3 separate regions of the Sus scrofa genome follow, and all the other regions are linked to region 3. A link is a contact called in public promoter capture Hi-C data. All regions are on one chromosome and are shown on one strand. Each heading gives the region's core, a stretch centred on a gene start, on an enhancer-like site or on the middle of the called end of the contact. The rest is flanking DNA. Distances are from core to core; before and after follow the strand shown. Region 1 holds the start of PKN1 (serine/threonine-protein kinase N1). Region 2 holds the start of DNAJB1 (DnaJ heat shock protein family (Hsp40) member B1). Region 3 holds the start of CALR (calreticulin).

Region 1 (4,433 bases), core at 1,061-3,560, 1.3 Mb after region 3:
GGGGTGATGTTTAAAATAAAACAGAGCCATGGGCCAGAGAAGACAGAGCATGGAGATACTCTGGGAAGGTTTCTCAGAGGATGTGACATTTAAATAGAGACCTAAATGATCAAAGGGGTCGGCCTTGGGGAGATGTGAGGGGAAGGCATTACAGACCAGGTAAGAGCAAGTGGCAAGGTTCTGTGACTGGAAGTTAGGTGAGAATATTTGAGGGACAGAGAGAAGGACAGTTTTGCTAGACGGGGGTGAGAGGAGTGGAGACAGGTGGGCAGAGGCCTGACAGGACCACCTTGTAGACCAGGTGAAGGGTGGGTGTTTTTCCTAAAAGCTCCAGAGATCCAGGAACAGGTTTTCCAACAGGGAGAAGTGGCTGCGATTTAGGGTTTCCAAGACCCTAGAGAGAACTGGAGAGAGGCCAGAGGAGCTGTAGGGAGGTGTTGTTGCAGTTATCATATTTGACTGAAATTATACAATAAGTCCTTGGTCTCCCTGTTCCAAGCCCAGAGTGTGACTCTGTTCCCAGTGCCACCAAAGTCCCCAGCGGGCATCGATAAATATTCACTGAGTAAATGAATGCTGGAAGGTTGGCGTGAAAATTTGGCAGGGTTCCCCACTCCATCCAGGGAGGCAGCCTGGAACCTGGCAGACGGCAGAGGGCCCATCCCTGGATAAGGTGGCCCAGTTCCTGGGCTGACTTTCAGCCTTGCTTGCCCCATCATCTCCATCTGTAAAACGGGTGGGCTGGAGAATCAGAAGAAAACAAGCAAGCACCATAAACATCCTGACTTCATAAATGGAGTGAGAGGCTTCTCTCTGAGCCTCAGTTTCCTCATATTTAAATCAAGAGCAAAAGAACTAGCTCGAAAGTTTCTTTAATTTAGTGGATTAAAAATTCGAGGAATTGCTAGGAAGCAGGTGTGGCTGGAGGGAGTGAGCAAGAGGTAGAGGTGGGAGAAGAGAGGGGGGAGCTGAAGGGGGCAGATTGCGCAGGGCCTTGTGGGCTGCAGGTAGGACTTCGCTTTTACTCTGAGGAAGGTGGGAGCCAAAGAGGGATCTAGGCAGAAGAGGGACATGGCCTGACTCAGGCATTCATAGGCGTCCTAGGGCTTTATGGGGACGGAGGGAGGCTCTGTGTGAGAGGAGGCGACTGCACTGGTCCAGGTGAACAACAATGAGGACCGAACCTTTAGAGACGGTGTAAGTGTGAGAAGTGGTTGGATTCTAGTTGGTATAATTTCTCCTCCTCCTCTGTTAACCATTACCACCACCCAGTCTCAAAGAGTCGCCCAAGGTAAGAAGGGAAAGAGAAAACATCGCGCCCGGATCTCTGGGACAATGCGAACCAAGCACAGCTTCGAGTAACCAAGGTACCAGCAGCCCTCCGTGCTCCTGCGTGTCCCAGGAGGACACCCATGCTGAGGCGCCGCCAGGGAGCGCTCCCCGCCCCGCGCCCCAGGGATCGTGACTTGGCTCCGTCAACCGGGTCTGAAAGGGAGTGCAGGGTCGGCCAGAAGCCAAGCTGCACGCTCCAGGTACTCCAGGAGACCCTAGCGAAGCTCCTCAACGGTCTCCACCCTCTGCCTCCGCTGGGGCTCGAATGTGCTTTGTGGAGAGCCACCTGCATGCAGAAGCCCCAGAGAGGCTGGTCCCCATTTTACAACAGGGAGAAGTGAGGCTCAGCGGCCGGAGGGCCCACAAGTCAGTGACGGAGTTAGGGTTCAATTCTCTTTTCATAACAAAGGCAAAATATTAAAATCACAGCAGCTAACCTTTCTTAACCACCTACTGTGCTCCCAGCACTTGGCATGTACTGTCTTAATGCTATCGACATCTAAGGAATGGGTAGCTAAATCCTTCCCGTTTCACAAACGTTGCTCTCAGGGTTTTCGGACTCCCCCAAGGCACTGGGCACTGGGATTCGGAGCTAGGTCTGCCCAAATCTTGTCTTCAGCCCTATGGGGAAGCTCCAATGCCCTTGAATGTCCAGTCCAAGAGGCCTGAACTTGCAACACAGAGGGGGATAAATTGTTTTTGTTTTTTGAGAGGCCCAGAGAGGCCCAAAGGCCTCCACCGCTCCCCGCTTTAACGTGGCTCACTCTTTTCTTAGGTTTCCCCCGCGCTCAAATGGGGGATCGGTGGGCAGCGAGAGGATCCAGAAAGGGGAAAAAGCGGGGGAAGCAGACAAAGTACTTTCGGCAGATGAGGGGAGGTGTCCGGCAGGCAGGACCCCGCAGCCCCAGGGGCCGCCGGGAGCCGCACCCCCTCGGCCCCGCCCCCTCCCCGGGCGCCGACCTCCGCGGTCACGTGACCCGGCCCGGCGGCCGCTGGGGCCGGAGGGCGCGGCGCGCGGACGCGGCGGCCTGGCCAGGCGGGGCCCGAGCAAAGCAGGCCTGAGCCGGCTGTGCGCCGGGGGGTCGCGCCGCGCCCGCCCCCTCCCCGCCCCGCGCGGGGCGCACGCGCGCTCCTCTCACCGCCCCTCCCTCCGCGCGGGGACCCCTGGCGGGTGGCGCGTGGACATGGCCAGCGACGCTGTGCAGGTAGGCGCACCTGCGACCGCAGCCGCCTGGCGGCCAGCGGGCACTAGGGACCCCCGACCGCACGCTCCCGGGGCCCCCGGGATGGGGCAGTAAGGGCGGCCTCCCTCCCCCTCACCTCGCCCCCGAGCGCTGGGCGCTTTCTCCCTGGGCCGGCACGGTGGGGCTCCCACAGTCTCCTCCGCAGGTGGAGGTCCTCACAGAGGGGGCAGCGGGGAGGTCCCACAGCATCCTCAAGCTCCTCCCTTCCCCGAGAATTAGAGGGGGCGCGGCAGAGGCTCCATTTCGGGTGTCTGTGGCCGGCTGTGCATCCTGGTGCCTGGTGCCCCCTGCCACTTGTTCTCCCTCCTCAGCGTTCGGTTCCAGACAGGTGCCGCTCCACCTGGGCAGGTGTCTGGCATTGTGCCCCTGGAGAGGAGGAGGCTGCCCGGCCCATTCCCCTCCCCTACACAACAAAGCTCCAGTGGCCCCAGCTTCCAGACAGAGCTTTATGATGGTCCCGACGCCACCCAGATTGGCACCTGTTGGCGGAAGTGCCTGGGTCGCCTCATTAGATCGCAGAATGGGGAACTCACCCAGCCAGCCTTCTGGCTGCCAGGTGGAACCTTATCCCAGGTGGGGAATGTCCAGGTCCAGACTGGGGATTTTCTTATACCTGGAATCTGACCTGAGCATGGGTGGCAGGGTTGGATCACCCCTGCAAACACACAAATATACAGACACAGAGGCACAGGTGACCAGCACCAACCTGCTGCCCCAGCCAGCTTCTCCTTGTGCCACCTTGTGGACATCACAGCCCTGGACTCACCTTCTCCATCTTTAACAATCAGGGCCAGGGTGACTTCTGACCTTCTTTGGTTCAGTGACCCAAATCTGAGACGTCTTCTACCTCTGGTGCTCCTATTAGTGCCTCAACATCCCTCCATCGTCCTGTGGTTGCTGTGTAACTGGGTTCTCGTCTCCTTCTGCACCTGCCCCCATATCCCTCCGTGTCTCTCCCCCCATGACCCCCTGTGCCCCCACCCCAGTCCTGCTGATGGCCTGCCAGCCTTGCCGAGGAGCTGGGCGTATCTGGTGTTGCAGATCACACAAGGTCAGATCTTGGGGCTGGGGAGGGCCGGGGTCCCTGCCTCTACCCCTCAGCTCTGGGAGAGCTGTTTAGGAATCCCCTGGCGCATGCATGCGCTTGGCGTGTAGCAGACATGACCCAGACAGAAGCTATAATTCCTGGAACGAGGCCGGACCTGTGCCCTGGTCCCCTTTCCCATGTCCTGCCTGCTCTCCCCCACCCCCACCCCCGTCCTGATCATCCCTTTCTTGTGGCTGCTTGGGTCTGCCAATCTGTCCCTCTGTCTGTCCCAGTGTGTGCCTGTCTGTTCTGTGTCCGGCGAACGGATGTCCTGTCCAGATTCCGGAAACGCCCAAAGCATTGAAATCTCCGGACATGGGGTCTAGGTCCCTGGCCACTCTGGGAAGAGAGGAATTCTGGGAGGTGGGCCCTCTGGACCTGAGATCTCCTGCTTTATGTTGGAAGTTGGGGGAGCAGGGATTCTTCAAGGCCAGGCCAGACTTCTGGTTCATAGGTTCATTTTGCTGGCCCTCAGGTGACCCCTGCCCTGGGTAGGAGTGAGTCACCTAAGGGAGGAGAACCCAGGAGGCTGGGCTTCCCTCCCTCCCTGCTCTGCATATTCTCAGGCCTCAGCTGCCAAAGGAGGTGGGGTTGAGGGAGCCTGCTCCTCCTCTAGGCCTGGACTTCCCCCAGCTGAGCTGGCCCTGCTCCTGGCTGTACCTCTGCTCTGCCTGCTGGGGACAGGGTGGGGCTGGGTGGCAGGCGGGGTCTGGTTGGTAGAGGACCGTATGAGGTGAGCTGGGTTTAAACTGCAGAACTGTCACTTTTTC
Region 2 (4,277 bases), core at 1,377-3,876, 1.3 Mb after region 3:
GACGGTTCTTGAGGTCTGGGGAATCCTCTCAGGGAAGATTACTTCAAACTCAATAATGAGGTCCCCGCGTTTCTCAGGTGTTTTGGGAAGAGGGAGGCCTTCTCCAGGAACTTTTCGCCGCATGCCAGGCCTGATGACATCTTTGAACACAACGGGTATGGTCCTGCCGTCCAGAGTGGGGACGTTCACTGTACAGCCACACAAAGCCTTGGAAAGCAAAGGGACAGCATTAGATTGCAAGAAGCTTAGAAAGCTCACATCCTGCCCAGAGGCTATTTAGTGGAGGATAAATGCCATCAGGCCTTTGCAGCTGACCCTGCCCCAATCTACCCAGGTACAGCACAGAAGCTCTGGAAAAACAGAGCCTTGGAGAGTCTTACTGTTACTGCACGCCCCAAGCCTGGCATACACCAAGTGCTCAGAAATATCTGTTAAGCAAAATACAGAACTGCTTCCAAAGGCAGCCTTCTCCCTCCACAGACACTGCCCTGCCTAGTGCCTTACCTCCCGAAGGGTAATCCTGGCTGGGTAAATGACATCAGAGCCATCTCTCTTAAAAATATTGTGTGGCTTGTCCTTTAAAACAAAGACAATGTCGGCTGGAATGTTGTTGGAGGTCTGGTCTCCTTCCTTGGGGAAGGTGATTTTGGTCCCTTCTTTCCACCCCCGCTTCACTTCGATGGTCAAGATTTTGTCTTCGTTGCGAATGCTCTTTCCATCGGGGTTCAGCCGCTTATGAGAGATTTTCATTTTCTTGGTACAGCCGCTATAGATCTCTTCAAGTGAAACCCTAAGGTCATGGGTGACGGGGGGATCTTGCTTCTTTCGGGTGGGTTCTTGTGCAGGGCGGGAGCGGCCAAAGTTTGCAGTGGTGAAGCCACCCATGCCCATGGGGAAGCCAGAAAACGGGTCATCAATGTCCATGCCTTCCTCCCCGTTGCGCTGCCCAAAGAAGGTGTCAAAGGGATTTCGGCCACCGAAGAACTCAGCAAACATGGCATGAGGGTCTCCATGGAATGTGTAGCTGAAAGAGGTCCCGTTAGCACCGCTGCTCCCACCACTTGGGCCACCACCCTTCAGGCCTGAAATGCAAAAGCAAAAGAAATCAGATGGCTGGCCAGGACCTTTTCTCTCTAGGAGCTTTCCTTGAGGGGAAAAAAAGAGTTGAGAGCCATCAAGGAAGAATTTTTTTTTCTTTTTTTGGCTGTCAGGAAAGAGCAAGGAGGAACTCCAAGCTTTTTCTTCCCACTTGCAGTCTCAAAAACAGAACCACCATCACCCACAGGTAGTTAGTTCACTGTGGCCTGACAGTGGAGACGGGCTCGAGCTCTAAGATGGCCATCTCTTGGGGCCACCACCTAGGTCTTCACATTTGAGTGACCCATCTTTCCTACAATGTTACAAGGAGTACAAAGAACTCAAGACAGCCAATGAAAAAGGTGTGATCCAGGGTCAGTTTTCACCAAATGTTTACTCTGAAATACTTTAGAGCTAGAGACTGTAGGGAGAGTAGAAATGAAGGTGAAACAGCAATCGGAGATTTCAAATTCTCACGCTCTGACACTAAGTGCCACCATTCTTATATATAAAAAGTCATTTCTTTCTTAAGACCAAACCGAGAAACCAATCTGAGTCATCAACAGGCAGCTGGACAACAAGAAAGCTTCTCCTCCCGCTCCCCCGCCTCCCCAAGAGAGCTATCCTGGTGAGGCCGGGCAGAGGCGGGCCCTACTGCTCCTTGCACCTTGACCACCGACTACGTGTCTGGCACGGGGCTAGGTAAGCATTTTACAGGGATTACCTCACTCCACCCTCAAAGACGCCCGGGAGGTCGCTGGGCGCTAATTGGCACTCTCATTTGCAAGCTCACTGCAAGCAGCCTGCGCCCGGCGCTCAGCCAGAGGCCTCGCCCTGCACCCTGGGCTGGCAGAGGCTCTCACCTCGCCCAGGTGAGCCCAGCGCCCGAGGGGCCGCAGCGCCATCATCAAGGCTGCGCACTCTACCCCCTCTCCTTCTGCACCCTCTCCCCCACCGACGGATCGCGGACGTGGGCGGAGACGGGCGGCCCCAGACATACTAGAAGCTTCTGGGCGAGCAGCGCGGCCAGGACTCCTCCTCCCATCGGGAGGCCGCCAATCGAGGGCGGAGGCCTGTTTGGCCAAAAGGCGGGGGCTGCTCGTCCCCCGGTCCCTTAGCGCTACCCCGGGGACGCCGCCGGGGTACCGCAGTGCCTCGATCTCTCCGCCTGTCAAACAGCGGTGGCGCACCCCCAGTTGCGCGCGCGCACACACCTTCCTCCCCGTAGCGGTCGAAGATCTCGCGCTTGCGCGGGTCGCTGAGCACGTCGTAGGCCTCGGCGATCTCCTTGAACTTCTCCTCGGCGCCGGGCTCCTTGTTCTTGTCCGGGTGGTAACGCAGCGCTTGACGGCGGTAGGCTCTCTTGATCTCCTCGTCCGAGGCACCGCGGGCCAGGCCCAGCGTCTGATAATAGTCTTTGCCCATTGCCCCCGCCTGCGGCCTGCCGCCCAGCTGTCGCCGTACCCCGGCTCCGCCACCGCCCCGTCCCGGACTCTATATACCCGTCCGGCGGAAGCTTCCAGAGCCCGCCAGCCCCCTCCAGAACCTTCCGCCCCGCCCCCCACGCGGCTCCGACCAATCGTCGCTGCCCAGGTTGCGACGCGCGACATCCGGGGCGGGGACGCGCCGCCAACGGCTGCCCGCGCGTGGCCACACCCCTTCCCGCTCCGCCCTAGGCAACGCTTCGCCGCAGCGCGGGCACTGGGCGTCTGAGGCCCCGCCCACTCTCTGAGGGAACCAATAGCGACCTTGCTTCAGTGCTTCCGGGGACCGGGCCTGCCGCGTACTCCGCCCCTGCCTGGGTCAACAGGTTAAAGTGCGGGTGCTTCGATGTTCCAGTCTTGGCTCAGTGGTTAACGAATCTGACTAGGATCCCTGTCCTCGCTCAGTGGGTTAAGGATCCAGGGATTCCGTGAGCTGTGGTGTAGGTCGCAGACGTGGTTCGGATCCCGCGTTGCTGTGGCTCTGGCGCAGGCTGGCGGCTACAGCTCCGATTGGACCCCCTAGCCTGGAAATCTCCATATGTCTCAGTGCGGCCCTAGAGGAGACAAAAAAAAAAAAAAAAAAAAAAAAAAATGCGGTGCTTCGAGTAGGGCGGGGCTGCGAAAGGCCCCGGGCTGCGAAAGGCCCCGCCCTTCCCCTAGGAGGTGCTTCCTTCCCCCATCTCGCTGGGCGGGAGAATCAGTTTACGCCAGGTGATTCAAGGCTAGTTGCCTAATCGCTCCTTGTCCCAGATACCTGCTTCCATCCGGGAATAAAAATACCCCCCTACCGGTCGTGGCGCAGCGGAATCGCATCCGACTGGGAGACATGAGGTTGTGGATTTGATCGGGTGGAGCCATGTGCCGCGGGTGGGGCCCCAAAAAGCAAAAAAAAAAACCAAAAACAAAAAAAAAAACCCCACTCACCCTCAGTGTTGGGAGCCCCAGAACTGTCCCTCTCCTCACCCATACCGACCCTGTAAAGCGAGCCAAGGACCCTGGACCAAAGCTTACCTCCCTGGAGAGGTCTCCTCAGTCTAACCCCTCAAGCCTTTTGCTTTATTACCATTTTCTCAAGAATACCTCCCACTGAAATTTGGAATTATCTTGTTCCTTGGTTTTCATGCTAAATGTCACCCCCCCCCCAGCCTTTGATCACTATCAGAGCAGGGCCTGACCTCTGTCAGTGCTGAGTCTCAGTGTCAGAACAGTCTGACTCTTCCTAAATATTCCCGGCTATGTTTTTTTATTTGTTTGGCCACAGGCGGCATATAGAAGTTCCCTGGCCAAGGACTGAACCTGCACTCCACGAGTTCCCATCGTGTAACTAGGAACCATGAGGTTGCGGATTCCATCCCTGGCCTTGCTTAATGAGTTAAGGATTTGGCATTGCAGTGAGCTTTGGTGTAGGTTGCAGAGGTGGCTTGGATCTGATGTTGCTGTAGCTGTGGTGCATGCCAGCAGCTGTAGCTCCAACTGGACCCCTAGCCTGGGAACCTCCATATGCCGAGGGTGTGGCCCTAAAAAGATAAAAAAAAAAAAAAAGCATAAAAACACTGCACTCCCGTTGCCACCAGTGCTGCGCTACAGCAACTTGGGATCCTTAACTTCTGTGCCACATGGGAACTTTCTAGTTCTGGCTTTTTTTTTTTTTAAGGGCCACAGCTGCGGCATATAGAAGTTCCCAGGCTAGGGCTTGAATTGGAGCTGCAGCCGCAG
Region 3 (4,422 bases), core at 135-2,634:
GGGCAGGAGGGGTGCAGGTTGGGCACCCCTACTGGATACTGCCTTGGGGAAGGGGCAGAACCACAACTTCTCCAAGATCCCTCATTCCTCCCTTTTCTGAGTTCCCACCACTAGAGGGGAAGCACCCCTACCTACCCTCCTTCCAAAGTTCCCTCCCACTTCCCAGGTCCAGAGCCTATTTGCTCATAGTTTGGGAAACCCCCAGCTCTCCTTCCTCCTTCCTGTAGCCTAGGGGCAGGGAGCTGGTGTCAGTCACTGTCATGCGCCTCTGGCTTCAGAAGAAGGCTCCAGATTTAGGGGTCCTGCCCACCTCTCTTGGACCTTATCTTCCCCACCATCTGTCCCTTTTACTCCCTCCCCAACTGAACCCCCTGCCCCCTCCTCTTTAGCCGTTTAATTGCAAAAGCGAGCCGTTTGTGGGAGACCACAAGACAGTGACCCCTTTCAGTCTACCGGCTGAGGAAAGGGTGGAGGGTATATATTGGAGAGGCTCCAATAAAGGGAACAACCCTACGGAGCCACAGCCTGTAGTCACATCTTCAAGCCATCTGGGCTTCCTTCCTTTTGTCCCAGGACGTCCCTAAGATCTTTGAAAGCACTTCTGCCAGGCAGCAGCTGGCCAGCGTCGCTCCTCTTGGCCTTTCAGGAGCTCCTGTGACTTCAGAGAGGCTAGGTGACTTGACCCATTTCACACAGCAGCAGTCTTGACAAAGCGGCCAGGACACTAGGAGCCACATGGAGGAGAGAGCCCGCACTATCCCCGCAAGGCTGCATGGCTCTGGCGCTAGGGTGAAATGAAGCCCCAGGGCCCGGTGACCTCTGCCTCATCCTGGGCAGGGCGGGGTGACTGGAGAGAAAGAAAGAGGAAGAGAAAAAGAGAGGGTTGAATTAGAGAGGCTCCCCAAATTCGCAACAGAAAAAGGCTAGGAAAACCTTGCCCACCCAGCCCCATAGAGGGGATGAGCAGAGGCGAGGCTGGAACAGGGTCATAGCTCAGCGCAGTGGCACCTGCACTCGCGCGCGTTCTTTAAACGCCCAGCTGTGAAGACAGGCTCGCGGGCTAGGGCGGGGTTGGGCCGAGGTCTGGTCACATGACCTAGCCTGAGGGGCTGGAGGCCCCCACTCCACCGGTGGGCGTCCCCCACAACGCGTGGTCGACCTTCATTGGCCAGTGGTGCGGCCAATAGAAATCGGCCATCTGGGAACCCAGCGTGCCGAGGCACAGCCGAACATGCTGAGCCGACAAAGATCCAATGGAAAGGCAGGATTATAGCCACAGACCAATGATACGGCGGGGGAGGAGGGTCAAAGAGGCAGGACCAGGTTGGTTTGAGAGCGGGCCCGGTATAAAGGCTCGCGGCCGGCGGTAGCGTCCGTCCGTACTGCAGAGCGGCTGCTGGAGGAGTGACTTAAGGGGCCCGCGCGCCGCCGCCCCCTCGGCCCGCCATGCTGCTCCCAGTCCCACTACTGCTCGGCCTTGTCGGCCTGGCCGCCGCTGAACCCACTATTTACTTCAAGGAGCAATTTCTGGACGGAGGTAAGCTTTAGTCCCGCCTCGAGGCCTCTCTAACGAGGCGGCTGGCCACCTAGCCCATATCTGCGTGTCTTCTGTAATTACTGCTCAGAGGGCCAACACGGTAGTCTTCAGGGACTAAAGCCGCAAGGCGATCCTTCCTTCTCCGTCCCTGAGGAGCGTGGAGGGCGCAGCGGCCTTCTGCGGCCGGAGTTAGGGCTCGCCCGAGGCTCTCTTAAGCCATTAGAGATGTCAAACTAGAGGCCGGGGTAGGGGAAGTCAGAGAGAAGAATAGCTCTTTATTTGACCCTAGCAGCTTGTGGGTCTTGGTAGATGTTTTTTGGGGGGTGATGAGCAAGGCCGCGCTGACCTGCTCCTCTGGTCCCCTAGACGGGTGGACTGATCGCTGGATTGAATCCAAACACAAACCGGATTTTGGCAGATTCGTTCTCAGTTCCGGCAAATTCTACGGTGACCAGGAGAAAGATAAAGGTAAGAACCTAGGGATGGGTTCTCAGATCCAGGAGGACTTCCTGGAGGAAGCTCCTAATCATCACACAGCTTGGGTACCCCTAGGAACAGAGCAGGGGGAGGAAGGGGCAGTCGTCTCTATTTCCCACATAAGGGTACTCCGGGGATTGGGCTGAGCCGTGACCTCACTATCGTCCCTTGCTAGGGCTACAGACAAGCCAGGATGCCCGGTTTTACGCTCTGTCGGCCAGATTTGAGCCCTTCAGCAACAAGGGTCAGACGCTGGTAGTGCAGTTCACGGTGAAACACGAACAGAACATCGACTGTGGGGGTGGATACGTGAAGCTGTTTCCAGATGGTTTGGACCAGACAGACATGCATGGAGACTCCGAATACAACATCATGTTTGGTGAGGGGGCCCCACCCTGATCCTGACCTCTGGTTAGTTAGACGGAGCCTGAAACCCCGTGTGTTCCTTATATATAGCCCATGAAAAGTAGTCTTGAGAGCACAGAAAACCCTTACATGCTTAAGTTTTTCTTTGGAAGGGAAGCTGAGGGAATAGTTACAGTTAACAACTTTCTGCTTTGTTTTTGGTTTAAGGCTGATAGTCTGTGTGATGTTTATGTAGCTATTTTCCAATTCTACAAGTTCTCTGAGCACTTAATTTCTCTCCTTTGACTCTTTATTCTTAGTCCCTTAGAGATAAAGTCTGAATTCTGTTTTGAGCTTTGCAGACCTGCGTTTAAGAACCAAGTTTTCTTTTTGAAAAGGGGTGGGGGCGGGGCTCAGTGGTGGGGAGCCTCTAACTCTAACCGGACCTACTTCTCACCAAGGCCCGGACATCTGTGGCCCTGGCACCAAGAAAGTTCATGTCATCTTCAACTACAAGGGCAAGAACGTGCTCATCAATAAGGATATCCGTTGCAAGGTGCATCTGGGGGTGGTAACAAATGGCTGTCAGGGGAGGCTCAGAGGCCAGCCTGGTGGGTGGGGCCGCTCATCTCCTACTCTCTTCAGGATGATGAATTCACACACCTGTACACACTGATTGTGCGGCCCGATAATACTTATGAGGTGAAGATTGACAACAGTCAGGTGGAGTCAGGCTCCTTGGAGGACGATTGGGACTTCTTGCCGCCTAAGAAGATAAAGGATCCTGATGCTGTGAAGCCTGAAGACTGGGACGAGCGAGCCAAAATTGATGACCCTACAGACTCCAAACCTGAGGTTGGTGCTTGGGTGGGGCTTCCCTCAAGGTGAAGAGTGTGGAGGACAAGTGCGACGCTTCTGATCTCCCTGTGTGCCTTCAGGACTGGGACAAGCCTGAACACATTCCTGACCCTGATGCTAAGAAGCCCGAAGACTGGGATGAAGAGATGGATGGAGAGTGGGAACCGCCAGTGATACAGAACCCAGAGTACAAGGTGAGCCTGGGACTCTGAGCAGGGCAGTGCACCATGGGGAATGCACTGATCTCTGCCCACCCACCAGTTCCCTTCTTCTGCAGGGTGAGTGGAAGCCCAGGCAGATTGACAACCCCGATTACAAGGGCACTTGGATCCACCCAGAAATAGACAACCCTGAGTACTCCCCTGATAGCAACATCTATGCCTATGAAAACTTTGCTGTGCTGGGCCTGGATCTCTGGCAGGTGAGACTGGGAGGGAAGAGGAGGATCCCTAGGGGACACCAAGTGCTGAGGGTCAACCCATGAGTAAAGGGAGGCCTGGCTGCAAAGTAGTGCTTTTGGAGGGGAAATTTTTGGTCTGTCTTTTTTTCCAGCACCTGCTTTAATGTACTTATATGCCTGGTATTTTTAAATATTTCTAGGGGAACCAACTCATTTAACTTACCCCAACAACCTAGAAGGTGGTGAGAGAACCCCATTTGAAAATTAAGTTCATAAGGACTGCAGTTTGGTCTGTTCTGTTCACTGATGTACTTTCTGCACCCAGAATGGTTCCTGGCACATATTAGGTACTAAGAAAATGTTTGGAGAAGGGAGTGAGTCCATTTTACAGAGAAGAAACTGAGGTGCAGAGAGGTGAAATCACCAGCCCAAGGTCATATCACCAGGAAATTACAGAACTGGGGTTTGAACCCAGGCAGCTTGTTTTTTTTTAATTGCAACATTGTGTAATGGTTATGGGTACATGGACAGGAGACCTTTGCAAAGCCAAGGCCAAACAGGTGTCACTTCTGACCACCTATCTATCACCTGGTCCTACAGGTCAAGTCTGGTACCATCTTTGACAACTTCCTCATTACCAACGATGAGGCCTACGCTGAGGAGTTTGGCAACGAGACATGGGGTGTTACAAAGGTGGGACCAGGGTCCAGTCCTGGGCTTTTGGGGGTAGGGGGCAGGGCTGGAGTCAAGCTCTGAGCTATATGCTTTGTACACAGGCAGCAGAAAAGCAAATGAAAGACAAGCA

What was found. Promoter capture Hi-C pulls out the DNA fragments that hold promoters and counts their contacts.
Region 1: a contact with region 3 is called in a promoter capture Hi-C map of liver, with 7 times the contacts expected there. The contact joins the promoter of PKN1 here to the promoter of CALR in region 3. A contact is called at or near these places in 1 of 5 promoter capture datasets (liver) and 2 of 47 Hi-C or Micro-C datasets (heart right ventricle and liver).
Region 2: a contact with region 3 is called in a promoter capture Hi-C map of fetal liver, with 4 times the contacts expected there. The contact joins the promoter of DNAJB1 here to the promoter of CALR in region 3. A contact is called at or near these places in 2 of 5 promoter capture datasets (fetal liver and liver) and 2 of 47 Hi-C or Micro-C datasets (heart right ventricle and liver).

The regions. Positions count from the first base shown.
Region 1 is chr2:64,822,829-64,827,261 of Sscrofa11.1, reverse strand. PKN1 (serine/threonine-protein kinase N1) reads left to right here and starts at 2,310. Exons shown (of 22, transcript XM_005661233.3): 1 at 2,310-2,537. The coding sequence starts at 2,517.
Region 2 is chr2:64,760,021-64,764,297 of Sscrofa11.1, reverse strand. DNAJB1 (DnaJ heat shock protein family (Hsp40) member B1) reads right to left here and starts at 2,626. Exons shown (of 3, transcript NM_001244430.1): 1 at 2,292-2,626; 2 at 505-1,082; 3 at 1-207. The coding sequence starts at 2,502.
Region 3 is chr2:66,099,036-66,103,457 of Sscrofa11.1, reverse strand. It overlaps CALR (calreticulin), which reads left to right and starts at 1,384. Exons shown (of 9, transcript NM_001174133.1): 1 at 1,384-1,537; 2 at 1,904-2,005; 3 at 2,190-2,393; 4 at 2,821-2,915; 5 at 3,005-3,214; 6 at 3,298-3,411; 7 at 3,495-3,638; 8 at 4,218-4,310; 9 at 4,394-4,422. The coding sequence starts at 1,447.